Regions from separate parts of the Mus musculus genome. Here all the other regions are linked to region 1. A link is a contact called in public Hi-C, HiCAR-type, HiChIP or PLAC-seq, capture Hi-C and promoter capture Hi-C data. All regions are on one chromosome and are shown on one strand. Each heading gives the region's core, a stretch centred on a gene start, on an enhancer-like site or on the middle of the called end of the contact. The rest is flanking DNA. Distances are from core to core; before and after follow the strand shown.

Region 1 (4,744 bases), core at 898-3,397:
TCTGAGGTGCCATCATCAATGTTGATGACAGCTTTGTGTCCAGAGTAGCATCTAGCCAGGACCAGCACACTTTCCTGGGTTTCATGAACTTGCTCATTTCGACATTGAGTACCCAGCAGAAAGGAAAAAGGGACACTAGCCTGTGCATTTTTAAAGTGCATAAGAGTACATGTGGATATAAATACAATTAGCTACTGGGTTGGGGATGTAGTTCAGTTGGTAGATAGGTTGTCTACAGTATACAAAACCCTGGGATCAGTTACCAGTATTACATAAGTCAGGCATGGTGGTGATTACCTGTAATTCTAGCACTTGGGAAGTTGAGGCAGAAGGATATGAAGTTCAAAATTCTTCTTGTCTACATAGGGAGGTTGAGATGAGCCTGGGCCACATGACCTCTATCTGATCGGATCTTTAGGAGTTCGAAATCTTTTTTATGTTTAATTTTAAATGATATGTGCACGTATTAGTGGAGAGTGCCCAAGGAGGCCAGAAAACAGAGTTGAATCCCCTGGGGCTGCAGTGACAGGGTTTGTGAGCCCTGATGTAGGTCCTGGGAACACACCTCCAGTCCTTTGCAAGAGCAGCAGGTGCTATTACCCTCTGAGCCATGTCTTGGCCCTGAGGTTTCTCATCTTCATTGTGAAGGGGAGAACTGGCAGCGATTACAGTAATTCTCACCCAAATTCAGAAGTCAATCTTGTCTTTAAACCAAACTTTCTCTCTGTATTCCTTTCTAAACAAGTAATGCAAAGCCAGGAGGGCAGTGTGGTCCTTTCATCCGAGCATTTAGGGGGTGGAGACAGAAAGACTGGGATTCAAGGACAGCCTCAGACACCTCAGGAGTGTAGGGCCAGTCCTGGTGACTTGCAATCTCATTACAAAAAGATTCAAACAACAGAACAAAAGCACATCAGCGCTGTCACAAATGGATCCCAAGACTCATTACACCAGTGCTAAAGGGAACTTTTCCATCAGAATTCACCCACAACATCACACTCTTGCCAAAACTTCCATTCAATCAGAATCCTATGGAATTATCTTTGATTCTAAAGATGTTGTTGGAGGAAGCATTTTCCAGCTCTGAAGTACTGTGAATGGTAATGTCTCACTTCCCTCTAGTTTCTCTATCAGGCAATAATGTTATTTCTATTCTTGAATTATTTGGTGCTTTACTGAGTCACATAGGTAAGAAAGGAGGTAAAGAATTCATTCACTCTGGAACCTTAGAAAGCAAGCCTACACCAAAACATCCTAGCACTTGGGAGGTGGGGCAGGAGAATCAGGAGTTTAAGGTCATCCTCAGCCAGAGTCTGAGGTGAGTTTGGGATATATGAGGCTCTGTGTGCCCACCTTCCCAACTGTTTACATCAAAACACAACCGGACCCAATTATCTGACAGGGAAAGAGGATCCCAGTTCAAGATTTCTCCACAGGAGGCAGGCTCAGAGGTCCGAGGTTGGACAGAGACATGCTAGCCCCAAGGAGACTCCATCTGAAGTCTCAAAGAAATGTCAAGAGCAGCAGACAGTCCTCCTGGCTATTGAAGCTGCCTCTTAAGTAGGGCTGGAACAACCTGGAGCCTGAGGAAACACGCAGGAGTCACTCTTCTACAGGACCTAACGGTATCTTCCTCTCTTCCTCCAGTTCCACTGCACAGTTTAGAGTTGAGCAGGTGGTGGCCAGAAGGTGAAATATGGTCTGTGAGTGCCAGTTTTTAGCATGCTGAGCCAGCATTGCATTCCATGCCAGTCTGGGTTATACAGACGAGATACAGTCCAGAAAGAACAGAGTTGGACTCAGATCACTTGTAGAGCGCTAGCCTGACACACATGAAACCCTGGGCTCTATCCTCACCGCCGCACAAACCTCAGCTGACAGCAGCCTGGGGCCTCACTGAGACCTGCTCAGCGTACTCAGCACAAGGTAGAGTGTGCGCTCATGAGCCAGGGTGGGGTGGTCTGGACGTTGGCTCCCGCCCTGGTCCTCAGACACATCCGCCAGACTCTGAGCTTGCCTCCAAAAGCGTCTGCGCGTGCGCACCCCACAGTTAGCGCGCGTCTGCCAGCTACTTCCGGCTGGCCCTTGGCAGCCCTCACACACCCTCCCAGGAGCCTCAGCTGGGGTGCCGCCTCCTCGCGAAGCAGTCACTTGAACGGCGGGCTAGAAAAAACCGGAGGGGAAAGCTGCGGGAGGCGACAGCAGGGGCGAGAGAGGACGTAGCATCCACACCCTACGCAAGCGCGTCGTAGTCACATGACAAGGGGCGGTGCCCGTGTGGGCGGGAGCGAAGTCACGGCTAGGGTCGAGGTTGCTACGGCGGACCAGCGGTGGCAACGGTAGTATGGCCGCGCTTTATGGTGGCGTGGAAGGGTGAGCGCTGGATCGGCCGAAGGCTGTCCGTCCGGGAGCGGCGGGTCAGGGGGCGGCGGCCCACACCATGCCCGGTGCCTTTGTGCTCCACGGTGCGACCACGCCCCTCCCGGCCATCACCTTTCTGCCACAGGGCTCTTGTGTCAACCTGGAGAGTTGTGCAGAGCTGGGGGGTCAGGTGGGAAGTTGCCGGTCGCGGGTGGACGTGGGAAAGAGGCAGAAGCTGAGACTGAGATTCATGCACAAGGGAACCCGGGAGTTAAGCAGCTGTCACCAGAGCACTGTCTTATCTTGGTGCTCCGGACCCTCCACTGCTGTCGGCCCCGAACGCCCTTGGTTCCTATATTCTCCTGCTTAGAAGCTGGTCTGCTTGACTTTGGGAAGTAGCTCTACTAAGCATGGCTTTGGGTGAGACGTAAGGCAAGGACAAGAGTGAGCAAGATGGTGGTTTATCCGGTCCCCTGCGCGTGACAAGCATTTTGTGGAACTGGGTGTGTCAAATCAGGACCTGATAGGAAGATTTGGTATCCTAGCTGCTTGCTGCTGATTTACCCGGAAGTCTCTTCCCGTGAATTGCGAAAGCGGATGACCCCTGGCTTTATTTATGATACCTTACAAGGAAAAACCCTCAGCACAGCGTAGGAGTTTGCACTTAGCCTTGTTATATTCATATGGAAGGTAGAACTTATTTTTCCCAGTTTGTCAAGAAATTAATTTGGATTTTTAATCTACTGTCTCATGCATTAATATCCCTTCGGATGTACTCTTGATGTACTACTCTTTGAGTTGGATCGAGTCTTTATTGTCTATTACAAGAAGTATTGGTCAGAGCCGGGCGGTGGTGGCGCACGCCTTTAATCCCAGCACTTGGGAGGCAGAGGCAGGCAGATTTCTGAGTTCGAGGACAGCCTGGTCTACACAGTGAGTTCCAGGACAGCCAGGGCTACACAGAAAAACCCTGTCTTGAAAAACAAAAAAACAAAACAAAACAAAACAACAACAACAAAAAGTATTGGTCAGTAGGACATCCTCCTACACGTATCACCCTTCTTCTAAAGTACCACTTACCCCAGGGATTTAACTCAGGAGGGCTTAGTTGCTGAAGGCAGTATGAGTTTCTCCCTGACTGGTGATAGTTTCTCACAGGTGTCTTGAAGACCCTGGTGTCAGAAGATAGGTCCTCAAAGTAACCCTTAGCTGTTGTGAGAGGTCTGCTTATTCCGTCCGACGTATTTACCATAAGTCGTTTGGGCCATGCTCACGATAGGTTAGGAGGATAGGTCATCACTCTGGAGCCAGTGGAGCTCATGAGAAGCTAAACAATGGAATACACTCTTGATTCAGAGCGGTCTTTGCTAGCTAGAGCTTATTAATGTAAGGAGAAGCCCTGCATGAGACAGACTGTGAGTGGGACCTTGCAGAGGAAGTAGGACCTACCAGGCAAAAGGAGCAAAGCCTCCTTTTTCTTTCCAGAGTGTAGCAGGCACTAAACAGGTAGCTTTTGGAGTAGAGGTTGGGTTTGCTGAAGCTGTCTTTGCCCTAGACTTTTGTAAGAGACTACTATGCAAGCATGGCTCTCCGCGTGGAATTCAATCAGGACTGAGTGCCCTCTTGTGTTTTGTAGGGGAGGCACACGGTCCAAAGTCCTTTTACTTTCTGAGGATGGGCAGATCCTGGCAGAAGCAGATGGACTGAGCACAAACCACTGGGTAAAAAAAAAAAAAAAAAAAAAAAAAAAAGAAGAAGAAAGCAAGCCATCCTGAGGGGACCAGAGAACTTGGCCTTCATGTACTGTTCAACTCCGATAGAGGTGGTGTCTGGGTCTCTTAGTAGCTGATAGGGGCAGCACAGATCCTGCAAGCCTTTCTAACTCCTCCTTCCCTCTTGGGGCCAGCTGATTGGCACAGACCAGTGTGTGGAGAGGATCAATGAGATGGTGGACAGGGCCAAACAGAAGGCTGGAGTGGATCCTCTGGTGCCCCTTCGAAGCCTGGTGAGTCAGCTGAAGCCTGGGCCATCAGCATTGCTCAGGCAGGTGGCCAGTAGGACTAGGCGAACTTCATGACGAGAGAAAAGGTCTCTAGGGCCAGAGCCTTTGCTCTTGTCCATTCTTATGGTTGCAGTAATAATCTAAAAGCTGAGGATGGAGCTCCAGAGACCCACTGGTACCTTGATTTGAATCTCAGCTTTGTCACTCAACTTAGTGGACCTTAATTCACTCATCTTCCCTATGCCTCAGTTTCCTCATTTTTGCGAAGACAGATACTAAGAGTTGTTGAGAAAATGAGATAATGTGATTCAAGCACCCTCTAGCCTGAAGGGCTCTTTAAATATTAGCTCTTTTCCCTCCCAGGCTGCTGTGGCTCTGGCT
Region 2 (4,744 bases), core at 903-3,402, 1.6 Mb after region 1:
AGGGGACCCAAAGCCCTTTTCTGACTTATGCAGACACCAGGCACATACAGCCAAACATTCACACAGGTAAAAAATAAATAAAATGTATGAAGACAATAACAAAAAGAGGGGGAACCCTGAAACTTTTTTTTCATATCTCTGGGAAATCCTTCTGAAGGCTGGGCTCAGAAGTCCTATTCACCAGAGGAATTCAGCCATAGTTGTCTATCTCCTTCAGGAACAACTGGTCCATTGTGTGTGTGCACACCCATTCATGTTCATCAGAGGCCAGAGGGTCTTAATTACCTTCTTTTCTTTTCCTTTTGAGTCAGGCTCTTCTGTTGAACATAGAGCTAGCCCACTTGACTAGGCTAGTTGGCTGGGGAGCCCATGGTGTCACCCTGCCTCTACCACCTCGACCCTAGGATTGATATCCTGTTATGTGGGCGCTGGGGATCAAACCCAGGTCCTCGTGCTATGTGGCAAACACAGCCACAATTGGCTCACTTAAAAAAAAAAGTCACTGCTGGGCAGTGGTGGCGCACGCCTATAATCCCAGCACTTGGGAGGCAGAGGCAGGCAGATTTCTGAGTTCAAGGCCAGCCTGGTCTGCAGAGTGAGTTCCAGGACAGCCAGGGCTACACAGAAAAACCCTGTCTCGAAAAACAAAAAGTCAAATTTAGGAGTCAGAGGCAGGTGGATCTCTGAGTTTGAGGCCAGCCTGGTCCACATAGAGCTTTGTGGGCATTGGTGGTGGTGGTGGTGGTGGTATATGCCTTTGATCCCAGCACTAGGGAGGCAGAGCTTTATTGAGTTTGAGTTCCGCCGCCTGTTCAGAGTGAGTTCCAGGACAGTCAAGGCTACACAGAGAAACATTGTATCAAATGCAATGCCCCCCTCCCCACCAAGAGAGAACTTGTCTTAAAAAAAAAAAGACAAAAACTCAATCACTTACTAAACAATTACTAAGTTATCTCCCCCACCCCCTAAAGTCACTATGAAACGATAGCAGAGCAGACACAGGTCCCCTGTCAACTGGAATAGTCAACTGGGACACAAAACAATAAAAGGTATAGTAGTCAGGTCTAGTTGCAGAAATAGACCTGTCCTCTCTCCCAGCCTCGTGTACATTCATTTTTTGTGTCTACTTAAGGGGTCCTCATATGTGAGGTCCATTTATTACTGCTCCATAAACCACACTCTGCAATGTCAAGAAAGTCCCCAACTACTCTGAGGCACTGATCCAACCTAGTTATTTATAGAAAAAGGAAATCATTTTTTCTTCTTTTTCTTTTTTAACTTTATGCATGTGATTGATTTGCCTTTATGTATCTATGTGCCTGCCTGGTGCCTGAGGAGGTTGGAAGAGGGGTCATCAGAGCCCCCAGAACTGGAGTTACAGATAGTTGGAAACCAGTATTGGAAACCAAACCAGGATCCTCGGCTAGAGTATCACGTGCATTTCTCTTTCAGACAGGTTTCATGTACTCACTACGTAGTTGAGGGTTGACCTTGAACTTCTGGTCCTCCCTGCCCTCACCTCCTGAATGCAGAGGTTATAGGCATAGTCGGAATGCTGGTTTTAAGCAGTGTTGTGGCTCAAAGTTCTGCACTCATGTGTTCAAAGCAAATCTCTCCCAAACATAGAATAAAAATGTTGCCACCAGAGGGAGGGAAAAATTTTAAACCGAGTGAGCCCAGCATCCAACCAGGATGGAGGGTCAAAGCAAAAATAAGACAGTCTTCTCTGGGTCTAAAAACTTTGTTCGGTGTTGGAGGTAATGACGAGGGGCTGCTTAAGCAGGAAGAGGGCTGCAAACTTTTGGCCAGCCTGGGATACATAGTGAGACCCTGTCTCAAACACCAGACAGTGGGAAGAGCAACTATGGACACTTAAGAACACAGCTAGGATAGGCTGGAGGGTGGGGGGTGGGGAGTAGGGGGTCTTCCCCTGAGCTACTCCATCAGCCGTCATTCATGCTGTCCATCCGACATAAGCTACCGAGTCAGACACAGTCTACCAGAAGTCCAAGCACAAAGTCAGGCCAGGTTCCACCCAATCAAGCAACCAAGACACCAAAAGCCTTGAATTGCTAGCCACGTCCCAGGGCGGGGTAAGGTGGGGAAGGGAGCGCTCGCTGGCTCTGTGGGCGGGGCCTCCCGGGACGGGGTCAAGGGTCAGAAGGCAGAGGCGTGCCCAAGATGGCGGCCTCCATGTGCGACGTGTTCTCCTTCTGCGTGGGCGTGGCGGACCGTGCCCGGGGTTCCGTGGAAGTCCGTTATGTGGACAGCATCAAGGTGAGGCCAGGTCGGACCGGGCCCGGAGAGCCACGCGGGGGAACCCACGCTCACATTCTGGAGTCCGGGCCCCTCGGCGCCAGTCTGGTTGCTGCTTGGGCCCGGGGTGCAGAGTCGGTCCTCGTGCCCAGGCTCGTGGCGATATCGCGCGGGGGGAGGGAGGAAAGCCCGGTCCACTGGCGGGTGGCCGTGCTGCTGCTGTCCTGGGTGGAGTTGAGGCTCTGGGTAGACCTGGGGTTGAGGGATATCCTGGGCCAGATTAAAGCCAAGGCTATCTTGGTTAGGCTGGGGCTTAGTTAGCTACTATTCTGGCGGTAGTGAGGGGAGTACTTAGCCGAGGGAACGGAGGTATGAAGCAGACTGGGCTCCCCAGCGACCCTTCTGACTAAGGTATGGGTGGAGACTTGGAAAGAGAGCTAGGGAACTTGGACCAGAACCTACACACCGAGCACTTCTCCTGAAGGGTTTTAAGCAAGAGAATGACATGATTTCGTGATTCGTATTATGGTTCTTTTTTGTTGCTTCTGTTGTTGTGCTTTTTGTTTTTGTTTTGTTTTGAGACGGGGTCTCATTTTGTAACTCCAGCAGTCCTAGAACTCACTATGTAAACCAGGCTGCTCTGCCTCACCAGTGCTGAGATTAAAGACTTGTGCCAGTATGATCGGCTCTATTAATCGTGTTTTATTCCCTGTAGAATAGAAAATTCACATAAGTAAAGGCAAAAAAAAAAAAAAAAAACACTCCAAATTGTTCTTGAGGCTGGACTTGAACTCATCTACCAACACCCAAGTGCTGGTTAATGGGCCTTGTGGCTGAAACACCCCACCTCCATCCCACGTTTTCTTTTAATACATGTTTTCAGTACATCTTTAGTATCAGCGGTCCCATTTCTACTTGGTTAAAGAGTTGATTGATAGCCGGGCGTGGTGGTGCACGCCTTTAATCCCAGCATTTGGGAGGCAGAGGCAGGCGGATTTGAGTTCAAGGCCAGCCTGGTCTAAAAACCTACAAACCCAAGGAGTTGATCAATAAGAGTTTTGGGGTGGGGGGCGCACTTCACTCAACCAAATCCTTCTGTATGGCTCCTTTATGTTGTATCTTCTCAGTCCTGAGAGCAAAGGTCTCTGCTGGCTTCGCTGCAGACAGGCTTTTGTTCTCTCTGGCACTGTTTTCTCACTAGGTGCCTTTGCCAGTTGATATATGCAAAATGCTATGGTTTTGACTTCATTTGCATTCCCCTGGGTAAAAGTCAGGTTAAATAATCATAATAACAACATGCATATCCTTGGTCCTTGACCCAAGATGTTGTCATTTGCTGTCAGCATCTCCATATCTGTCCAGGTTCCCATTTTAAGTTTCTCTTATCTTTCTGTTCCATAGGCATTGAGAGCAAGTACTCCTATCTGCCCATGGGTAGGAAGCTAGCTTGCTGGTCTCCTTTGTGTCCTTAGCTGCTCACATCCCCATTACCACCCAGAGCTGGTCCATCTGGGGGCCATCTGAGGTGTCTCAGATCAGTAATCCCTTTCATCACTTTTTTAGTCACCGTACTCCTCCCCTACCTTGGCCCAAACTCCCTTCTTCACTTCCTCCTCATTTTTTACTTCCACCAGTCCCTTTGCCCAGTTCTGTCCTAGCCCTCTCTCAAGACCCCAGCTAGTGACTAGTCCTAGTGACCCTGGCCTGTATTCCAACAACTCAGGAGACTGAGGTAAGAGGACTCTTGTGAGTTCCAGGCTAGCCTGGGGTACAGAGTAAAATCCTGTCTCAAAAACAAACCAACCAACTCCAGCTGGTCACAGTCCTCTGCCTGTCCCTAATATTCTGCTAGGAGAATCACTTTCCCATGTGGACGTAGAGCCAGGTGGCTTACCGAGGGCTGTGGCAGCTACAGTCATCTTTGGTTTGTAGTTTTTCTTTCCTTTTGTGCTGTCTTCCTCAGGTTACCATAGAACACTCATGCCTGGCTTAGAGTGAAATGAGAAGTACTCATTCTTTGAGTGTTTTAGAGAACTATCGCCTGAAGTGTGATGTGAGGCAAGAGGGAGGGTAACTTCCGGCACTCTGGTCTGCTTTTTTTTTGTTGTTTTGTTTTTTTTTTTTGTTATTTTTCGAGACAGGGTTTCTCTGTATAGCCCTGGCTGTCCTGGAACTCACTCTGTAGACCAGGCTGGCCTTGAACTCAAAAATCCGCCTGCCCCTGCTTCCTGAGTGCTGGGATCAAAGGTGTGCGCCACCACTGCCCCACTCTGTTCTGCTTCTGTGGATGTTAGAAGGGATGATTTTTAGATATCTGTGAAGTGTTATGCCAGGGACCAATCAGTGGAGGATGGAATCTAATGAGGCCTAGTCGGTGCCAGTTGGAATGTTATACTTCTGTACACTAGCTAAAGCCCAGCATGGCTCACTAATTTGGGCTTGCTTTTAAATTATTTTGATAATTGTATTTGTCAAAACAGTTATTAAT
Region 3 (4,744 bases), core at 692-3,191, 1.6 Mb after region 1:
AGGTCACAGCCCTGCCTGGAATGTGCCCAGGTCTATCCCACCCCAGCCACAGTGGGCCAGCCAGGAAAGCCCTTCCCTAGTCATGTTTTGGAAAAAAGAAAAAATTGCTCAAGGTCAGATCCTTTCTATTCAAAGCCTGCTTTCCTCTTCGTCTGCACCAGGCTGAAGGCTCATCCCTCTCCAGCAAGCCTTCTTTGACTTACTCAAAACCAGCAAACCTTGCCTAGCAGTTCTCCTACGGAGGGACACCACTCTGCACCCATTCTCTGGGACCCCACCCAGGAGGCTTAGAAATTAACTGGCCCAAGCAAGCCACAGCAGGTGGTCAGCCCTGGGGACTGACTTCTACATGGTCCCTGGCCCAAACAGGAAAAGGTGATCCAAGTCTTAGGTCTTTTATTTTGTTTATTTGGTTTGGTCTTCAAGGCAGGGTTTCTCTGTGTAGCCTGGCTGGCCTGGAATACAGAAATACACACAGCTCTGTCTCTCAAATGATGGCGTTAAAGGTGTGTGCCACCACAGCAAAGACAAATCTTAGGTTTTGATCTTAACCCTACAAAGGACACACTCTGACAAAATAAATGTTTAACCTCCTACCCTTCCCAGGCTTTGGTGTCTCTGGCCTTTGAACCCAGCATTGGGGAGGCAGAGACAGTAGAATCTCTGAGTTCAAAGGCAGCCAGGTCTACATAGCATGTTCCAGGACAGACAGCGCTACGTAGAAAGACCCTGTCTCGAAACAAAACAAAACAATAAGAACTTTTCCTATCCTTTCTAGAGAAAATAATCCGGAGAACTGAGGGCATTATAACCACTGTCCCACTGACCCAAGCTGATTCAAATGTACCCTTCTTTACTCCGAGGTGGGCCAATGCTCTCAGTCCTGGTACCCTAAGACAGAGTCACAGAGTACGTCTATACGGTGAGGTGTATCCCTGAACGTTCAAAGGCCAAGTGTCCTGTGTAACCCCTGGGAAGGCTGGGGTGTCTCCCTTCAATCTTGCCTTGGAAGATAACACCTCACCTTCCTGCTTCTACAAGGTGAGACTTCCTCTCCACTACCTACAGGCTAGTCACCTCTTTGAGGAAAAGAAGGCAGACCCTGAAGTCTTTAAATTTCCCTTCTTGAATTCCCACAGCCTCAGAATCCCATTCCGAACTTTCCTTGGCCATGTACTGCCAACGCTTGGTCACTACACCAACTCCATCAGGCCTTCCAGGCCCACCAGGCTGCTGGGGAGACAGTCAGGGGGAATTGGGGAGGGCAGAAGGCTGAATGAGAAGTAACAAACAGTATACGGGTTTGTGTCCTTGAGTGGGAGGACCGGGTCCAGACGTCCCAACCAGCCCCGCCCGGTTAGGCCTTCAACCGTTTTTGTCCCTGCTCCCAGCGCCCCAGACTCACTGCGTGTGCTGGGCGCGGCCTGCGCGGAAGACCTCGTCCAGAGCTACGGTTGCCCGGCCCAGAAACTTGTCCACGCCGATGAGTGAGCGATGCATGGTGGTGAGCACGAGCTCGCAGGCGGCGTTGGGGCCGGAGGCCCAGGGCGCAGGGCCCGCATCTGCCTCCTGTGCCCGCAGCAGGCCGTCCAGGGCTCCAGGCGGTAGCTCGAACGAACACTCTTCGCACCATTCCGGGCAGCCTTGCGTCTTCTCCACTACCGAGGTGCTGTACTTCTCTCGGCCCACCTGGATCACCGTGTACGCGTCGCTGGTGCTGCCGGCGCCCGAGCTCTTGCCCCTCAACCCGCTGGCCCGCAGCACGGTCACCTGGACATGCGTGGGCAGCCAGCGGGAGGATCCGGCCGCCGGCTCAGGGTCCCGCACCAGAGCCATGGCGGACCCTGGGACAGAGTGACAGACGTGGCAGCCGCGGGATGCTGTCAGGAGCCGGCTCCCCCGCGCCGCCTGCAGCGCACCGACCGCCGCAGCTGCGGGCTGGCCTGGGCCAAGCGGGCCGCCGCCTCCCCGCCGCCCCGCCTCCCGGGCGGCCGGCCGCCCCGCGACGTCACGCCCCGCCTAGGCCCAGGCCAGGCCCCGCCCCCAGTTCCACCAGCATATAGCTGCCTAAGAGCTAAAGAAACCCAGAGAGGGGCGCGGCCTCTGCAAAGATGTGGGCGGGGCTTTCTCACTGGCCCAGCCCCTCTGGGGGAACCTCAAGCTCCCGCTGCTCTTCTAAAAGGTGACCGGTGCAGAAGGGCGCGGCCTCTGCGTGTGTTGGGGGAGAGGATTGAGATCTGGCCATGCCTTAATCACGACCGGATTCGCTTGTGCACAGTGCGGAACTGCAAAGGAAGAAATGGAGGGGGCTAGGGACGAAGGCCGCTTGCAGCCTCTGCAGAGAGGTGGGCGTGGTTACCACCATGGCCCCGCCCCGTTTAGGCAGCGACTCCAAGCTAGAGAGCCGAACCTCTCTGCATAACTATCCACCGCGCTCTACCTGGACAGTGTCAGGGTTTTCTGCAAGCTCCTGTACTCCTGAAAGCCCTCGCTGCTTCGAAGATCCATTCTGCTCGGCGTGGATTTGAGGGTAGATAAGATGCCTACTCTAGAGACCCCCTAAATCGCACATGCGCTCCCATTTTCAACTCTCTACATATATGTGATGACCTAGAGCCGCCGCTGGGAAATCACTGGAGTGGGACTTAAAACAATCTTTTTCTGCTTTGATTTTTCCCCCACTCCCTTTTTTTTTTTTTTTTTTTTTTTTGGAAACGGAGTCTCTTCTGGCTCTCCTGGAACCTGCTATGTAGATTACGGCTCGAATTGTTAAATTCCTGCCTCCACTGAGTGCTGGGATTAAAGGCGTGCCCACTGGTTTTAAAACTTTTGTGTGGCCAGGTGTAGTAGTGCTCACCTTTAATCCCAGCACTTCCACTTGGGAGGCAGAGGAGGAAAGATCTTTTTGAGTTTGAGACCAGCCTGGTCTACATAGTGAGTTCCAGGCTAGCTAAAACATTAGCCTTATATACAAACAAGGCAAACAGGGCCTTGTTGGTAGTAGACAAGCATTCTACCACAGGACTAATCTTCCACCTCTAAATCCATTCATACTTGCCTACTGTGTGTTGTGTTCTGAGAACTGCCAGCACACTTGTTTCATTATTAAGATAATGGTTAATAATTATGGATGCTGAATTTCAGCAAGAGTCGGCCAACAACTGACTCATGAGCTTTCTGTGCATGACCTCACTCATTCTTCAGAGCCACCCTATATGTGAATTTGGTTTCCCAGAAGGCAGAATTATAGGTTAGATAAATTTACCTAAGATGCATAACAAAGAAGCTGTTGTAGCACAGCCTATAATCCCAGGACTCTGAAGGCAAATTCAAGGCCAGCCTGGGCTACATGGTGAGCCTTTACTTTTTTCTGTTAACTTTCAGAGCCTACCCTTAAATTAGATTTTTTTTTTCAATTTTCAAGACAGAGCCTCTCTGTGTAACCTTGGATGTTGTGGAACTCTCTTTGTAAATCAGGCTGGCCTTGAACTCACAGAGATCCACCTGCCTCTGCCTCCCAAGGGTTGGGATTAAAGCCATGCATCACCACTGCCTGGCTTAGAATATTTTTTAATAATGTATGCATATATACTCAGGACAAAAACAAAACAGTAGGCAACAAGGTGTCTTCATTGCCACTAAACCTGACAACTTGAGTTCGATCCTCCTCAGGACTCACGTGATAGGAGAGAGCTAATTCCAGCAAGTTGTTCTCAGACCTCCACAAGTACACCGTAGCACACTCTCTCACACCAAATATAATAATAAAACTTTAAAAACATCGGAAGGGGAGAAGAAAGAGAATTCAAAAGTCCTCCCTTCCTAGATCCTGGGGTATATCTTTTACTTTATTCTGTCTGTCTTTCTGTCTGTCTGTCTCTGCGGGGGGCAGAAGGTGTCAGAGAACAATCCTTGGGCCTCAGTTCTCACTGGATCACCTGAGGTCATTAGGCTCTGTGGCAGCTACCTGCTCTACCTACTGAGCTTTCCTATCTGATTATACTTACTTTAAATTTTCTATTTGAGACGGGGTCTAACCGTGTAACACTGGCTGGCCTCAAACTCACAAGAAGCATCGTCCTCCCTCTGCCTCCCAAGTGCTGCTATTAAAGGTATTCTCCACTATTCCAGGCCCTTTAGTAACTTAATTTTGAGATAGGGTCTTTGTAGCACAGGCTGGCCTTGAAATCACCATAAATTGGCTTTGAACTCCCGAGCCCTCCTAACTTTCCCTTCAGAGTTCTGGGACTCCAGATCAGCACCACCACGCCTATCTTCAATTCTTATTTTTGTTTCCTGCCAGCAACTCCAGTTGTATTCCAGAGAGAAGCCCCAGGGTCTCACTCTGGCTCGATAACTGAGCCACACACCTCTGAGGATATACCTCCTAAAGCTATTGGTGTTTCCAAACCTTGGGGTTGACTCCACCTCGATGTATAAATTGCTTCTGTGGCTATATCTAAATTTGGTGCTGGCCATTATCTAGTGCCTTCCTGCTAAGGTAGATACAGACTTTATCTGGCTCACACCCACTCTCCATCCTCGGTCTTATTAGTTCTACTACTGGCCTTCCTTTATTGGGTGGTTCACAGGGCTAGCCTTTCTTTCTTATGTAGTGCCCAAATCTCTACTTACCAGGCCACATCCTCCACTGGGAACTCAAAAGGGGGAAGTCTGCATACCAGACAAAGGAGACTCTTGGGAGCACTCCACTACAGCCCATCTGGTCAGTCTCCCACAGTAG
Region 4 (4,744 bases), core at 871-3,370, 1.5 Mb after region 1:
GGACTGGAAACCCAGGAACCTGTCGGAGGTTCCCATGTCGGCCAAAAAAATAAACGTGTGGACTGGGTTAGCCTTGGAGAGGGAGGCTAGGAGAGCTGTGGGGGAGAAGGGGAGGACTGGGAGTAGCAGAGATGAATGGAGGCTTAAGACTCTAGTTCTTGGGTGGCAGGCTGAGCTGTTTGCAGAGGGAGGAGCAGGTGTGGAAGAAACAGACGTTCTCAGCACCGGTGACTCAGACCTGCTCAGCACCCTTTCTTATCAGACCACTAGGATGCCAACATTGGAGGCCTCTGCAGAGGCCACTGCATACTCCACAGATGTGAACAGCTGCAGAAACTAATCCTCCCCAAACACACTCCACAAGAGTGAAGAGCCCAGGGCAGGAAGCCAATACAAGGTACTCAGTAAATGTTGGGTAGATGGATGACCCATGAGCCATCCAGATTCCAGATACCAGACACCAGACATTGGGGGAAAAGCCCTTACTCAGTTCGTGTTATTAAAAACCCAATTGCCTGGGGTAAGATCAACAACCACTTTTTATCCGGAAAAGGACCTAGGGAATACTTTGGAAGAGTAATCTGCATCTGCGAGGCTCCCACTGGGGGGTTCAGAGCGGAGTTTGGCGTTCTTGATAGGACAACTGGGGTGGGGGTTCCAAAGACAGCAAGTGTTTCCCAGTCGGGAGTGCAGGCTTACTTAAGGATGCGTAGAATGGGGGTGGGGACAAATGGAGGATCACTCAAGGTTAGGCACAAACACCCCTGACAGCGTCTCAATATTTGGTGGCATTTTACACTAGCTGGGACATTAAGTCTCTCCAGATTCCTCCATGCAGAGACATGTCTATTTTTGAAAGAAAACAAGTCCTATTTTAAAAAACTCTAGGGACGTATTCTCAGAAAGCTTAGTTCGACGAAGTTGGGGGGGGGGCTGAATTCGGAACCATTCTCACTTCTAAACCCAGCCACATCCCACCTTTGTAGCATTTTCTTTCTTCCTTCAAAGTTTTCTCTAGCACATCTGCTGTCCCCACTCCTGGCAAGCCCAGGGTCACTTCAGCTCTGGAAGCAGTCTGAGGGTCTGCGGCGTAATAACTAAGCTCCCATGCTCCTGGCTCACAGACCTGGACCTCCGGTTCCATGGCCGAGTTAGTGATACCCGGGTTTCTTGGGTTGGCGTGTCCCCAAGTAAGGTTAATCATAGTCACGGTGCACCCTGAAGAGCCCAAGCGGGTGTGGATGGGGGCCAGCGCTGCGCAGCGGCCGGGAGCAGCGCAAGTAGGACTGGGGCGCACTTGGGACCCTTGGGAGGAGAGCTCAGCTTCGGAGAATGACACAGCGTTTCCCCGCACCGGGCTCTCTCCGCGTTGTCCCAGCCGCATCCCCGCAGAACGCACTAGCTGTCCGGCTGGTCTCATCACTGAAGCCCCAGGCCCCCGGACAGAGATCAGGTCGCTGTACCGGTGCACGCGGTCCCATCCTAGGGCACACGCAGCACCTTGCTGGAGGTTGAGGAACCGGAGCATGACCATGGGGCGTGCCCAGGGAGTTTTGCCCGGAGACTGTCCCGCAGCTCACAAGAAAGGTCAGTCCCACTCGGGGAGAAGTTGAGGAGCATACCGGCCACACCACCGGCCCATGCATCACAAGACGGGAACTTTGCGCCTAGGGCGCATTTGCCAGAGCGACCCCTTCAGAGCCGCTCGGACCCTGGACCGCGACCCGCGTGGCCAATCATCGAGCGACTAGGACGGGGGCTGTGCCAGGGCGCGGGCATCCGCGGAATGACTGTGCCACCCGCCAATAGGAAACCAGAGAGGGAGACCTCGCCCATCCTGTTGCCCAATAGGAAAGGAGCGGCTACAGCCAAGGTCCCCGCACTAGCTGTAGGCTCTGGTGGCCGCGGGTTGGAGACCCTCGAGCTGAAGTGACTTTGCAAGAGATTTGGCTCCGTGCCCTTCCCTGTGTCTCCCTTCCACCCGCTCGTCGCATCCCGAACCTCACCTGCTGGAAGCGGGGCTTGCCCAGCTGGAAAGGGGGCGCATCTGTGGAGGCGTTCGGGGCACTGGCCGCCGCGGACGCCGCTGAGGCTGTGGTTGCTGTATCCGCCATGGCCACTGACGCCCGCAATCTCCAGCCCTTTTAAAATGTCCCTCCTCGGCCCCCGCCACAGTTGCCTCTCCCGATTGGCCGTGAGCAACCGCAGCGAACCGGGCGCGCAGGGGCTTCTGGGGAGTGTAGTTTTCCCCTGCTCTGAGCCTGACAACCTCAGACTGCAGAGAGTTGCACCCACGCAGACCTGGTCTTAGTTCCTACCGCTAAAGCAGCAGGCGTTTGCAGTCCTGAGAATGTATGCAAATGCATGTGCGGATATACGTGTAGGCCTGAGTCTTAGGACAAGGAACCCCTACAAACGCGGACACGACCCGGGATCAGACAAGCAAGGACTCCAGGCAGAGTGGGGTTAATTCGGATGGCCTTCAGCAAGGAGTCGCACTGCGGGATTTTCCTACCGTTTCTTCTATCAAAATCCTGGCTCCAGCCATTCTGCCACTCTCTGAAACAAGCCATGCTCACGCTGCTGTGACCCTTTAACATTCTGCTCATTTTTATCATGGCCTGAGGCGATTCTTTTTATAGGTTCCGCATACGCGTTCATCCGTTCCATCAGCCTACTTCCACAAAAATCCGCTTCCGGATTTTGTACCACGCAGCACTCTCTTGCCTCCTTGCATGTAACTCAGGCTAGCCTGGAACTATGTAGCACAGGCTGGCCTCAAACTTGTGATCCTTCTTCCTCTGCCTCCCAAGTCCCAGGATTACAGGTGCCAGCCAGCAGACAAACCATGAGCTTAAATATCTTTCCTACTGTATGGTGGGGGAGGGGGATGGATAAATCTTCAGTGCAGATATAGGAAGGTTGACACTAGGTACTCAAATGCTTTGGGTGACTTAAATATCCAGAGCTTAAGCATCCTGAGACCCTACTTCTTTTGATCTAAGGAGGTTTGGTCCAAGCCTAATTACTGAGGACCAGCAACAGGGGTGCACCAGGAGCTGTAGAGAATACCAAGGTAATAAACACCTCACCCCCACCCCCTGCAGAATGGCACCAAATGGCAACTGCAGCCCCAGCTAAGTGGTGTGGTTATAAGCCACACTGGGCATGGAGAATGGGGAGTTGATGGTTTCACCCAGGACATAACTCCTTGACTCTAGGGGAGCCTCTGTCTCATGGTGGGATTCAGAGCTAACTTGGGGTTGCCCTCTTGTCCTTCTGGACACAGCATGAGCCATTGGTGGCCCAAGGGCTCATTCACTCACTGATAGCTGACCCACATGGAATAGAACTCACAAATGACCCAAAGAACAGTTCTTATTTTTGGTTTGTATCCTACCTTTCCTTACTGAACTCAGTGGCTTCAGGACAGAAATCACAAAACTTGCCCTCTTTATCCACTCCCCCCACCCCGCCAGGCCCAACACTCAGTAAATATGCCTGTGATCAGTGCCCGTGAGCACAGGCATCCTAGGCACACGGGCCATGAGGCAGTGTTGCCTGTGATTTCAGAGCGGTAGCTCTGTCACCTGAGAACCACACTGCCCTCTCCCACAGGCGGTCTCCTTTGTCCGCTCATTTCAAAACAAACACACAAGCTGGCTGCGGTACGTGATCTTTTTATTCTTCATAAAGTGCTCAAAACATGAAGAACAAGCTCTTTATAGACAGGAGTTTCAACTAGGAGGACAAAGGGCAGAGCAGAGCTGTGCCTGCTTGCTGCCTGTCTGGCTGCACTCTGCAGTATGTGGTAAGGATCAGACAATGAACAAAACCCTGGCCTCAGTTCAGGACCTCTCTGCAGGACACCCCTGCCCTGGCCATGTAGAGAAGCCAAACAGCAAGGATGGATGAAAGATGAGAGAAGGGCTGGGACTAATTAAAGCCCAGAGGAAGACCTAGAAGAGGGACTCAGTTCCTCAAAAGACACCTCCAACACCCAAGGACTGACCCTACCCCCAAACTCTGGGAACTGGTGGCTATTTTCTCATCTCTGAGTTGACCTATAGTTGGTAACTGCACAGTGGTGGACCCCATTGTGGTTCATCTGCTCTATGCTGGCAGAAGACTGACGTCATCCACAGAGAATATTCTCCTGAGGTGTTCTGAGTGAACCCATGACCCTGTCTTTAAGAGACAGCTGGAAAGACGTTACTGCTTCTCCACTGGGCCCAAAGAATCTTTTGTCAGCATCTCACCTCCTTCACTCATACCTTTTGTAATGCACAGCCACCAAGGACCCCCGAGGATGCCAGGGAGACTGGCAGTATTCACAAGCAAGCTAGAAGCTGGACCACAGAGCAGATACCTGACTTCACTTGAATGCACTTCAGCCAAGCCAGGCAAGACAGGAGGGATTGGTGAGCAGGAGGGACTGTACAACAAGGACAGAACAGCTGGAGAGCCACGGGCATTTTCCTAAGCTCAGGTGTCTCCTAAAGCAGAATGAAGCCTCCTGCTTCCAGACAAACCCACTGGTCCAGCATAACTGGGACCCAAGGTCAGACACAGTAAGGTGCAGGATAGCCCCAGACCTACTGTGCACTAGATTTTTTTACCAGGATGCTCCAAATAAGGGTCAAGGGAGGACCAGGAAGTGGGAAGGCGGCTTAGGACACCTCCAAAGCAGGTTGGCCAGAGCCTTAGCTGAGGTACTTCTCGGGGTAGTAAACAGCGTGGTCCA
Region 5 (4,744 bases), core at 1,684-4,183, 1.1 Mb before region 1:
ACCAATCACTAGAAATGACAATAATCAATTAAATACTATAAATTAAATACTATGGGCTGTCAAAAACAACATAGTAGTAAACTTTTACATACCTAATCACATGGTCTTACAAAATAAACAGAATCAAAAATTCAAGTGAAAATAATCTACAGTTGTGGTAGGAGAATTTAATGGACAATTCTTACTCAGCAACTGATAAAACAAGCAAGCAGAACAGAATAGAGTACTTTCTCTTCAAGAATATAAAGACCACCACCAAGGATGACCATACACTGGACTATAAAACAAGTTGGGCAACTAATTCAAGTTATTTTTAAGACAAATAGGTGGAAAAACAAAATCTACAACTCAAAGAGAATACTCAAAAATCTAGACTTGAAGCAGACATTGGAGAGAGATCTTAGAAGATATCAAAGAGAACATCTAAAGAGTGCCATGGGCAAAGGTTAACACAGAGAAGCAGAACAGAGTGAAAAAAGAAGAAAATATTTCAGCGTCAGACAAGGTGGCATATGCCTATTTATGTATGTATTGACTTATCATTATTATTACTAGCATTTTGGAGGTGAAGACAGAAAAGGAATTCAAGGTCACTCTCAGCTACACAGTGAGAGTTCAAGGCTAGTCTGAGCTATATAAGACCCTGTCTTAAGTTAGGAACTGAGGGTGGAGAGATGACTCAGTGATTAAGACCTCTTGCTAGCTGGGCGGTAGTGGCGCACGCCTTTAATCCCAGCACTCGGGAGGCAGAGGCAGGAGGATTTCTGAGTTCGAGGCCAGCCTGGTCTACAGAGTAAGTTCCAGGACAGCCAGGGCTATACAGAGAAATCCTGTCTCGAAAAAATAACAACAAAAAAGACCTCATGCTCATCAGCAGGCAGTTGTGAAGCACACCTTTAATCCCAGCACTCTGGAGGTAGAGGCAAGTAGTTCTAGGATCTCTGCGAATTCAAGGCCAGCTTGGTCTACAGAGTGAATTCCAGGAGAGCCAGGGCTACACAGAGAAACCCAAGTCTCAAATAGAGCAAAAACAAAACAAAAAAGTGCTTGCTGCTCTTCCAGAAGCCCTGTTCACAGCACCCATGTTTAGCAGCTCACACTACTCTTCTGGCTCTTATGGGGGTACCTACATACATTTGGCATATAGAAACACACATACACGTAAATAAAAAGGAATCTTAAAAAAAGTTACAAATTGTTTCTAATTCTTAACATTATAAAGGAGCAATATTAATATTTAGTTTGGAGATATAAACAGGATTCAAAATCTAAATCCAATTCTACTGGTAATTTATATACTCCCTCCTTCTTCTTTTAAGCTTGCAATTTCCCTGTAGAATTTCTAATTCCCCAAGAATGGAAAATGTTCCTTTTTTTTCTATCAAAACAGGGAGAATTGCTGCCATGTATACAAAGGAAAACCACACATCTGTTTTATAAGGTTTTATAAGGTTTGAAGCTCACATCATCAACAGAGAAATAGTCTGTGCAGGCAGTGAACTCACCTTCTAGAAAAGCGAATTCATCCACAGCTTCTATTGCATTATCTGAAACACAAGGTAAAGGGATACTTGATTGGCTCTTGCCATTCAGACATCAGACCCAACATGGAATTTTATGCAAATGACATCACTTACAAACTGTAACCCAGAGGTCCTAAGATCCATCTTTACACTCACTATTCTTTTAACTGTCTCACCTCAAAAGCCAGCGAAAATGCTGTTCAAGGCATCCTACAATCCTGTCTTATTCCAAAATTCACTTTTCTCTCTACTCTAAAGACACTAGAACAAGGCCGGGCGTGGTGGTGCACGCCTTTAATCCCAGCACTTGGGAGACTGAGGCAGGTGAATTTCTGAGTTCGAGGCCAGCCTGGTCTACAGAGTGAGTTCCAGGACAGCCAGGGCTGCAGAGAAACCCTGTCTCGAAAAACAAAAACAAAAAAAAAAGATACTAGAAAAAGAGTTTGGCAGCATAGAAGGGAATGAGAGGTACAGTCTCTAAAGGCTTACACATGTGGAAGGGTTACCAGGTAGACAAATAAACCAAAAGCCAAATTTCCCCTTGCTTCAATGATGCCTTGTGAAACAGCTATAAGAAAGCCCAGCCCATAGCTCCCCTGTCCACCCTGGGGTACCACAGCGACTCTACCCAAATCTCTCCTCTGGAGAGTTTTCCTCTTTCCTTGTTGAGCACAGCAGTAGGCATCTTTTGCGATAGTCTCCACGAACAGTTCCTGCAACAAAAAAAAAAAAAAGCAAGCAGAGATTAGTGGACTCTAGCCCACTGAGATGAGCAATCCTGTGTAGACGTGGACAAGAAGGGTAAAGGGGGAACTCTACCACACAGGAAAGTTCTAGAAGCTACCATTGTACTGAACTTATGAAAATACTTCTGCTATCCCTCTCCATAGCTCCAATCCCCCTGCTCTAATATCTCCAAATCCACCCTACTCATTCATTAGGATCCCCTTCAAGTTCTGTGTGAGCCGTGGGAGCCATGCAAACTAAATTTGCGTGGGTCCTCGTGAAGAGGAGAGTGGCTAACCAACTCAAACGGGGCCCACAGAGGCCTTCCTAGGTCTCAGTCAAGTCAGGTCGGCGTACCAGGGCCCGCCACGCCCCCTAGCGCCACGCCCCCTAGATGCCACGCCCCTTTCCCCGACCCAGGCGCCCTTGCTTCCCCGTCGCACCGCGGCACGCGCCAGGATAAAGATGGCTTCCTGTCCCGCCAGCGTTACGTCAGGGTCTGCCTTCACCAAGGCCTTTACTCTCGCCAGAGGCAGCCTCGAGAGGCGAACTCCCCCGGGTGCACTCGTCGGGGCTTGGGCCTGCGAAGCCGCTGCCTCCCCTCCGGGAGCCTCTTCCTCTCTGGGCGTCCCGCTCCCAGCAGCCGCCGCTGCCGCCATCCCCTCCCGAAACGTGTGGCGCGCGGTCGCTGACTGAGCGCGCGCACGCGATTTCGGCCCCTTTCCCGCGCCGGGTAGAGACCACGCCTCTCCGTGTGGGCGTGGCCCCACCCTCACTAGGCGTGGCGCGCCAGAACCGCCCCCTCTGACTCCGGGGTCTGATGTACTCTTCCGGGCGGCCACAGCCTGGAAGCGGCCGGGCGTGGCCTAGCTGAGCCGGAAGTCCGGATGCTTCTCTAGAGCCTCAGTAGGTGCTGAGTTTAACCTCTAGGCCAACAGGAGGGGAACCCGTGGGTGTCCCCACAACGCTGCCCCGCGCAGCGACAGACCCGGGCCAGCGCCGGGGATCATGTTTTAGGTGGAATGGGACGTTTGACGGGCAGAATTGGAAGTGCGGTTTAGTGGGAGGAAACCACTGCAAAAAAGGCGTGCAGACACGGAGAGCAAGTTTTGTCTGTGGTTGGTCAAACAAGGGTTAGCTCAGAACACTGATCTCCTTACTCAAAACAACAAAACTAAAAACTGTGTTCTCTAGGAACATTAATTGCATAGGGTTTATGTTTTAAAATACTAGTATGTAGTGTTGGCAAAACATTATCATGACAAGTAACTTTTCAAAAACAAAAATTGGCGGGGCGGTGATGGCACACGCCTTTAATCCCAGCACTTGGGAGGCAGAGGCAGGCGGATTTCTGAGTTCGAGGCCAGCCTGGTCCACAAAGTGAGTTCGAGGACAGCCAGGGCTACACAGAGAAACCCTGTCTCGAAAAAACCAAAACCAACAAAACAAAACAAAAACAAAAATTGATGAGAAAAAAATTAATGTCTCCTTTAGAAAACAATTTGATCGTCTAGCTGCTTCTCAACATTTTACTATCTGTTTTTTTGCATAGTTATGGAAAATTCCACTGCACCTTCTTGAGAGAATGAGAATGACTAAGATTAAGATAACTTTTACCAGGTGTGGTGGTGCACGCCTTTAATATAAGCACTCAAGTAGCAAAAGCACATCATGCTCTTTGAAACCAGCCTGGTGTACAGAGGGAGTTCCCAAGCCAGCGAGGACGACATAGTAAGGCCCTATCTTTAAAACAGAAAATCGCTTTGACCTCGCCGGCCTCTGCAAAGGATCTCCAAGAAGCCTCTCCCTGCCTCTTCTTACCTATGAGTTCTCATACCGAACCAGAGATCTGGCATGGAAGTGTGGCAAATATTCGCAATAGGCAAGAGAGACAACTCAGTAAAGTGTATGCTGCTCATCAAGGACCTGAGTTCGAATCACCAGAACACAGTAAAAGGCTAGTGTGATAGAACTCCTGTAACTTCTGCACTAAGAGAACAGGATTGCTTAAGTTCTTTGGCCAGCTAAGCTAGCCGAACCAAATCAGTGAGCTTGTGGACCTTGGGCCTTTATACCAACAAATGCATCCAACACACACTAAATTTTTAATATAAGGCATAATAAGAACACTGTGTACCTAGTTAATTGCTTTATATAAATATTAATGTTTAGTCATAATGCCTGTACTATTGATGCAGGTAAGTAATTTTATTTACAGCTATGAGTGAGCCACAGACTGTTCCACAGTGTACCTGTGGAATAAGGGGAAGCCAAGGGCTCATTGCATAATAACCTGAAATCATTTACTTCCAAATTTAAGCAATAAACTTTAACTGGGTCTATACACAGAGGCCCCACTGGAACAAAATGAGTTTTGGCCAGAATTAAAAGCTCCAGGGGAGGAGCGATGAGTTACATTGTACCAGAGTTTTCCTTAGGACCTTTGTCTTGAGTGCTCTCTACTGTGTACTTAAGAAAAAAAGAAAAAAAAAAAC
Region 6 (4,744 bases), core at 756-3,255, 1.0 Mb before region 1:
AGAGAGTCTTCCTCCACTTTGTGTTTTAGGAATTGTCAAGAGTTGGCTGAATCAATAGATAAGCCCAATGGAGCCTGCAAAATCATGCCAGCCTAAAGGCAAATGTCTAAACAAACCGAATTAAAGCGAAGGGCCACGTCCCAAGATATTAGAGAAAAACCAACCGATAAACTCAAATCAGGTACCTCTCTCAAATCTGAGGTTCATCTGCCAGGGCCCTGGATACATCAAAAGCAACCGACCAACCTCTCCCACGCAGTCAGGACCAAGAGAAGAGGGGGGAGGGGGCTGGAACGTGGTCAAGGCACTTTCCCTAAAATTTGTTCCTGTGAGACACTGTAATTTCAAATGTGTAACTGAGCTCTAACACAAACCTCTGGACAGCACCCACCCTCGGCCCCTGCCCCATACTAGACCATTCCCTCTCCTAAATCCTGGACTAGGGTAGGAACCAATCCCGTAATCCTGGGTATTTTAGAAACTCAATTCTCCTGGGAGTTAGAGCGCTCCGGGCCTGGCTCCGGTCCACCCCCACCTCTCTAGCCCGAAGAGGAGAGTGAGGCTCCAAGCAGGGCCGGAGGCGCTTTCTTATGTAAATGGCGCGCCGAGAGAACTGGAGTTTGCCGGGAAGGCAGAGTGAGGTGGGCTCAGGAAGGTCAGAGCGACTAAAGGTTCATTTTCAGAAACCAAGAAAACAAAACAAAAACAAAAAAGAAAAAAAAGAACTCTGGGGATCGTGGGGTGGGAAGATGAGTCCATTCCGTGTAACTTTTAGTTCCAAATCAGAACATACTATCCAAAATCCGCCCTCAACTCGGCGGCCAGACACGGGGACGAGGCGGGGCGGTCCCCAGGAAGGTCTGCTGTGAGGGGGCGCCCCTTTCGAGCCTCAGTTCCGGGCAGTTCAGTTCCGGGGAGGGGGCGCGGCAGGCTAGTCTTTCTGCGCCCTTTCCCGCTCCTTCCTGGGTGGCTCTCTCCCCCACCCCACCCCCGATCCACCCCCAAGGAGCGCCACGAGGAACCGAAGGCCTCTTCAACACATCCTTAAATTCAAGAGGGCCGGGCCCCAGCTGCTACACGCTTCCACCCCGCCTCCTCCCCTAAGCAGGATTCTTCCCCACGTGCTCCTGCCGGAACTCGGGGCTGCAGAAGGGGGCTCCTCCCACGTGGGCGCAGCAGTCTCAGACTACGTGCAGGGCGGCCGTCCCATCAAGAAATTAGGGGCTCTAAGGGTGGGGAGGGTGCGCGCAGGTCCCGGGTAGGTGGGACTATCGATGGTGAGCGGTCGGGCCACGAGGGTGCCTAGCAGACGTGGCTTCTCGCGCGCAGGACTTTCCCAGCTACCCAGACTGGTTCCACGTCTCCAGCCCCGAAGGAGGAGGAAGCAGGTCCTCTGCGTGCTCCAGATTCCGGGAGAGCACGCAACTTGGTCCGAAGCGAGCCAGAAGCTCCCGCCCGTGCCGACTTACCTTCTGCACTTGGTTTTGGTTGAGCTCCGTGAATAAGCAGGCGATCATATGCGAGGCGATCATCTTGTTGCGGCGAGTCGGGGCCAAATAGAGAAACCGAGGCTCGAGCGCTACCGATGGAGCAGGCAGCGCTGTCCGACCGCTTTGAAACCAGGCCCGGGTGTCCGGCTGGGATCGAAGACTCCAGGAGCCACACAAAGAAGCTTAACCACGATGGCTCACCAGCTGAGGGCCTCAAGTTTCCAGAAACAGGGTTTTTTTTTTTCTTTTTTTCAATTTTTTTAATCACAACTACTAGAAGGTACCCTAAGTCTCACTCCTGCCGACCGGTCTAGCTGCTTAGCGTCCCGTCGCTAACTTCACTCACTGGGTCACTAAGGCTCAACTTCGGAAAAAAATGACAGTTCTGTTCCAATCCGGCGATCGCACCTATCAGAGTCACTGGCGTGATGCTCCTGCCCTCGGATCTCCAAAGCAGAACAACTCCGGGTAGCCTGTGGTGTCCTGAGACTCCAGCACTGGAGTTGGTGCAACAATGTGGCTTATTGAGGGGCTGCCGGCTCTTTGGGCCGCCCCGGACAGTGACGTGGATGTGCTCATTGGCTGCGGGAAGAGGGTGTGTGCGCTCTTCGGCTGTCCGCCCGCGGTCCACAGCCAATCAGCGCCTAGAGCCCGCGGGCGCGGCTGCTCCAGCACCCAAGCAGGCGGCGGGAGAGACGCGCCCGAGGCTAGGGGCGGAGCTGGGCGCCAGAGTTGGGACGTGTGTTCCGTGGCTAGAGCTCGGGACTCCAGGGCGCATGAGCCACCGCCGCGTCAGGCTCAGCTTCGGGTGGGGGGCGCGTGATCGCGGACCCAAGAGATGTTGGGCGACTGGAAAGACAAGTGATCGTAGCAGCACACGCCATAATCTGGTATCTGGGGATCATGTGAGGGGCTGCCACTGCCCTGTGACAAGTCTGAAGCACCGTGATTCTCATCTTAATTGTAGCTCAACGAGTCAGCGGATCCCTGAAGCTAAGCCATTACAAAAGTCAGCCCTTCTTAATATCACACCAATATAGCATATGGATTTTACTAACCCCGTTTTACAGATTGGGGAACTAGGCACTGTGCTGTTAGTGAGTTTTGCCCAAGGTCACACCCCTAACAAATGGTAGATGAAGACAGGAACACATCTTACTCTGAAATGCAATTCCCCCACCCCCGGTATATTATCCAGCCTTTCTTGAAGCCAGCAAAGGCTGGAGAGAAACTTTGTTTGTAGCTGGGACTGATAGATGGGAGGAGAAAGGGCACCTGTAACAGCTTGATCCTAGGCTCAAGTGGTGTGAAATGGTTTATAGATGCTGAGAAGAGCCCGCCTCGACCTCAGCTCATGCCTGACACCAGACTCTAAGTTGACATTTATGAGTAGACGCCATCAATATTGAAATAGCACCTCAGATGACATGAAGTTGGTGCTGGTGGAGAATGGAAAGCCAGGAGTTTGAAAGTTACATGGAAGGAAGATAAAGCCTACCATTTCCAAATAATCTCACTCCCCAAGCCCTCTCTCCACCTCCGGAGTGGCATGTGCCACTACTGGGGATCTAACATGGGACTTTGTGCGTGCTAGAAAAGCACCCTGCCCACTGAGGTACACCCCAGCCCTAAAAAGGCTCTGCTCCACTTTCTATGATGTGGTTCATCTATTTCCTCTCTGGGTGATCCCTCTTAGCGCCATCGTCAGCAGTTACACCATCCGCACACAGGTAACTCACAAACCTAATCTACAAGCGAGGACTTTCCCCAGGGATTCTGGCTTTCTTAACCAGCTGTCATTTGTCATCCCTGTGGAGGTGACTAGTGTCTCACACTTAACATGTACTAGGCTGAACTTCCCAGGGTCACCCCCCCCCCTTTTACCAATTGTCTCCACAAATGACGTCACCATCCATGGTTTTCTCCCTGCTCTTACATCTATTCACACCATCAGTGAACAGTTAGTCTAACTTAGCAAATCAAAGAGGCCAGACCCTCATAGCCAGGCCACCGATGACTCCACCAGAGCCTGTGTAATTTCACTTAGCTGCTGTTTTTAGGTACCTCTAGCTTGACCACTGTGATCCCTCGTTCACTCAGGAGCTAAAGAGACTTGTTTAAAATACAAACCAGTGCTTCATGTAGTGGCACACACTCGTAGTTCCAGTGATTCAGAGGTGGAGGCAGAAGAGTCAGGAATTCAAAGCCAACTTGGATAGCTTGATAGATACGCTAGGTAGGTAGGTAGGTAGGTAGATAGATAGATAGATAGATAGATAGATAGATAGATAGATAGATAGATAGATAGATAAGAGATAAGATTAGATTGGTTGATAGATATATACCAGACTGTCTTGGGGTGGTGGTGTCTTAAAACCATTGTTTTTCTTCAACTAAAATCCAAACTCCTAAGAGTAACTATTAGAAATAATTTTTAAGGCTGGACATGGTGGCACATGCCTTTAATCACAGCACTTGGGAGGCAGAGGCAGGCATATCTTTGAGCTCCAGGCCAGCTTGGTTTACCAAGCAAGTAGACTTGGAAGAGATACTCAACGAAACCCTGTCAAGAAGAAGGAGGAGGAGGAGGAAGAGGGGAGGAAGAGGAGGAGGAGAAGGAGAAGAAGGAAGAAGAAGGAGAAGAAGAAGAAGAAGAAGAAGAAGAAGAAGAAGAAGAAGAAGAAGAAGAAGAAGAAGAAGAAGAAGAAGAAGTAGTAGTTGTTTTAGAGCCAGGCAACAGCACTTTGTGAGTTCAAGGCTGCAAGCATGGTCAACAAATTCCAGGACAGCCAGTGCTACACAGAGAGACCCTGTCTTGGAAAAACAAAAAAACAAAAACAAAATTGAAAACAAAACAACAACAAAAACAAACAAACAAAAATGTTTCTGCCTCAGCCCCCACACCCAGGCGGTGGGATCTAAGGTATGTGCCACCACACCCGGCTCATTTTCTAAGGGTTATCGTCCTTCTGTCCTACCTGACTGAACAAGAGTCTACATCTACATTGTTCCCTTCTATTTGCAGAGCCTCAGGTGGAGGCACTCTATCACATGGTAGGCATTTACTGTGTGAGTTAGTAGATGATTTAGCAATGACTCTTATGTCACATATGATTATAGGACACCAAAGAGAGACTTTCATTTTCTATATTAGTTCTCAAGTCCTTTCCACTGGTCTGTCCTCACAGCTCACCAGGATCTTTAACCCAGTTGCAGCAGCTTCATAACCCAGCTTTCCTCTCTTGATGCAGATA

What was found. A called contact is a pair of places that touch in the nucleus more often than the background predicts. HiCAR-type assays count read pairs that join an accessible place to other places. HiChIP or PLAC-seq counts read pairs in DNA pulled down with a chosen protein or histone mark. Capture Hi-C pulls out chosen DNA fragments and counts their contacts.
Region 2: a capture Hi-C map of macrophages shows a contact between it and region 1, with 4 times the contacts expected there. The contact joins the promoter of Smyd5 here to the promoter of Nagk in region 1. A contact is called at or near these places in 1 of 39 promoter capture datasets (hippocampal neurons), 1 of 484 Hi-C or Micro-C datasets (CD4 T cells), 1 of 115 datasets of contacts at active chromatin or transcription factors (astrocytes) and 1 of 9 other capture datasets (macrophages).
Region 3: a HiCAR-type map of astrocytes shows a contact between it and region 1, with 4 times the contacts expected there. The contact joins the promoter of Rab11fip5 here to the promoter of Nagk in region 1. A contact is called at or near these places in 1 of 39 promoter capture datasets (the 3T3-L1 cell line), 1 of 484 Hi-C or Micro-C datasets (LSK cells), 1 of 115 datasets of contacts at active chromatin or transcription factors (astrocytes) and 2 of 9 other capture datasets (adipose tissue and liver).
Region 4: a contact with region 1 is called in a promoter capture Hi-C map of liver, with 7 times the contacts expected there. The contact joins the promoter of Sfxn5 here to the promoter of Nagk in region 1. A contact is called at or near these places in 1 of 115 datasets of contacts at active chromatin or transcription factors (astrocytes) and 2 of 9 other capture datasets (adipose tissue and liver).
Region 5: a Hi-C map of CD4 T cells shows a contact between it and region 1, with 3 times the contacts expected there. The contact joins the promoter of Pole4 here to the promoter of Nagk in region 1. A contact is called at or near these places in 2 of 484 Hi-C or Micro-C datasets (CD4 T cells and regulatory T cells).
Region 6: an H3K27ac HiChIP or PLAC-seq map of bone marrow-derived dendritic cells shows a contact between it and region 1, with 5 times the contacts expected there. The contact joins the promoter of Hk2 here to the promoter of Nagk in region 1. A contact is called at or near these places in 1 of 39 promoter capture datasets (pre-B cells) and 2 of 115 datasets of contacts at active chromatin or transcription factors (bone marrow-derived dendritic cells and microglia).

What each region holds. Positions count from the first base shown.
Region 1 is chr6:83,792,910-83,797,653 of GRCm38.p6, forward strand. Nagk (N-acetylglucosamine kinase) reads left to right here and starts at 2,148. Exons shown (of 10, transcript NM_019542.2): 1 at 2,148-2,373; 2 at 3,998-4,082; 3 at 4,268-4,366. The coding sequence starts at 2,345. It also overlaps the pseudogene Gm7443 and the pseudogene LOC665004.
Region 2 is chr6:85,429,824-85,434,567 of GRCm38.p6, forward strand. It overlaps Smyd5 (SET and MYND domain containing 5), which reads left to right and starts at 2,153. Exons shown (of 13, transcript NM_144918.2): 1 at 2,153-2,277. The coding sequence starts at 2,182.
Region 3 is chr6:85,372,693-85,377,436 of GRCm38.p6, forward strand. Rab11fip5 (RAB11 family interacting protein 5 (class I)) reads right to left here and starts at 1,942. Exons shown (of 6, transcript NM_001003955.2): 1 at 1,406-1,942. The coding sequence starts at 1,836. 4933423K11Rik (a long non-coding RNA gene) reads left to right here and starts at 2,162. Exons shown (of 4, transcript XR_869208.2): 1 at 2,162-2,530.
Region 4 is chr6:85,331,302-85,336,045 of GRCm38.p6, forward strand. Sfxn5 (sideroflexin 5) reads right to left here and starts at 2,121. Exons shown (of 14, transcript NM_178639.4): 1 at 2,007-2,121. The coding sequence starts at 2,114. It overlaps Rab11fip5 (RAB11 family interacting protein 5 (class I)), which reads right to left. Exons shown (of 6, transcript NM_001003955.2): 6 at 3,661-4,744.
Region 5 is chr6:82,649,932-82,654,675 of GRCm38.p6, forward strand. It overlaps Pole4 (polymerase (DNA-directed), epsilon 4 (p12 subunit)), which reads right to left and starts at 2,934. Exons shown (of 4, transcript NM_025882.3): 1 at 2,693-2,934; 2 at 2,152-2,236; 3 at 1,506-1,547. The coding sequence starts at 2,908.
Region 6 is chr6:82,772,449-82,777,192 of GRCm38.p6, forward strand. Hk2 (hexokinase 2) reads right to left here and starts at 2,006. Exons shown (of 18, transcript NM_013820.3): 1 at 1,470-2,006. The coding sequence starts at 1,532.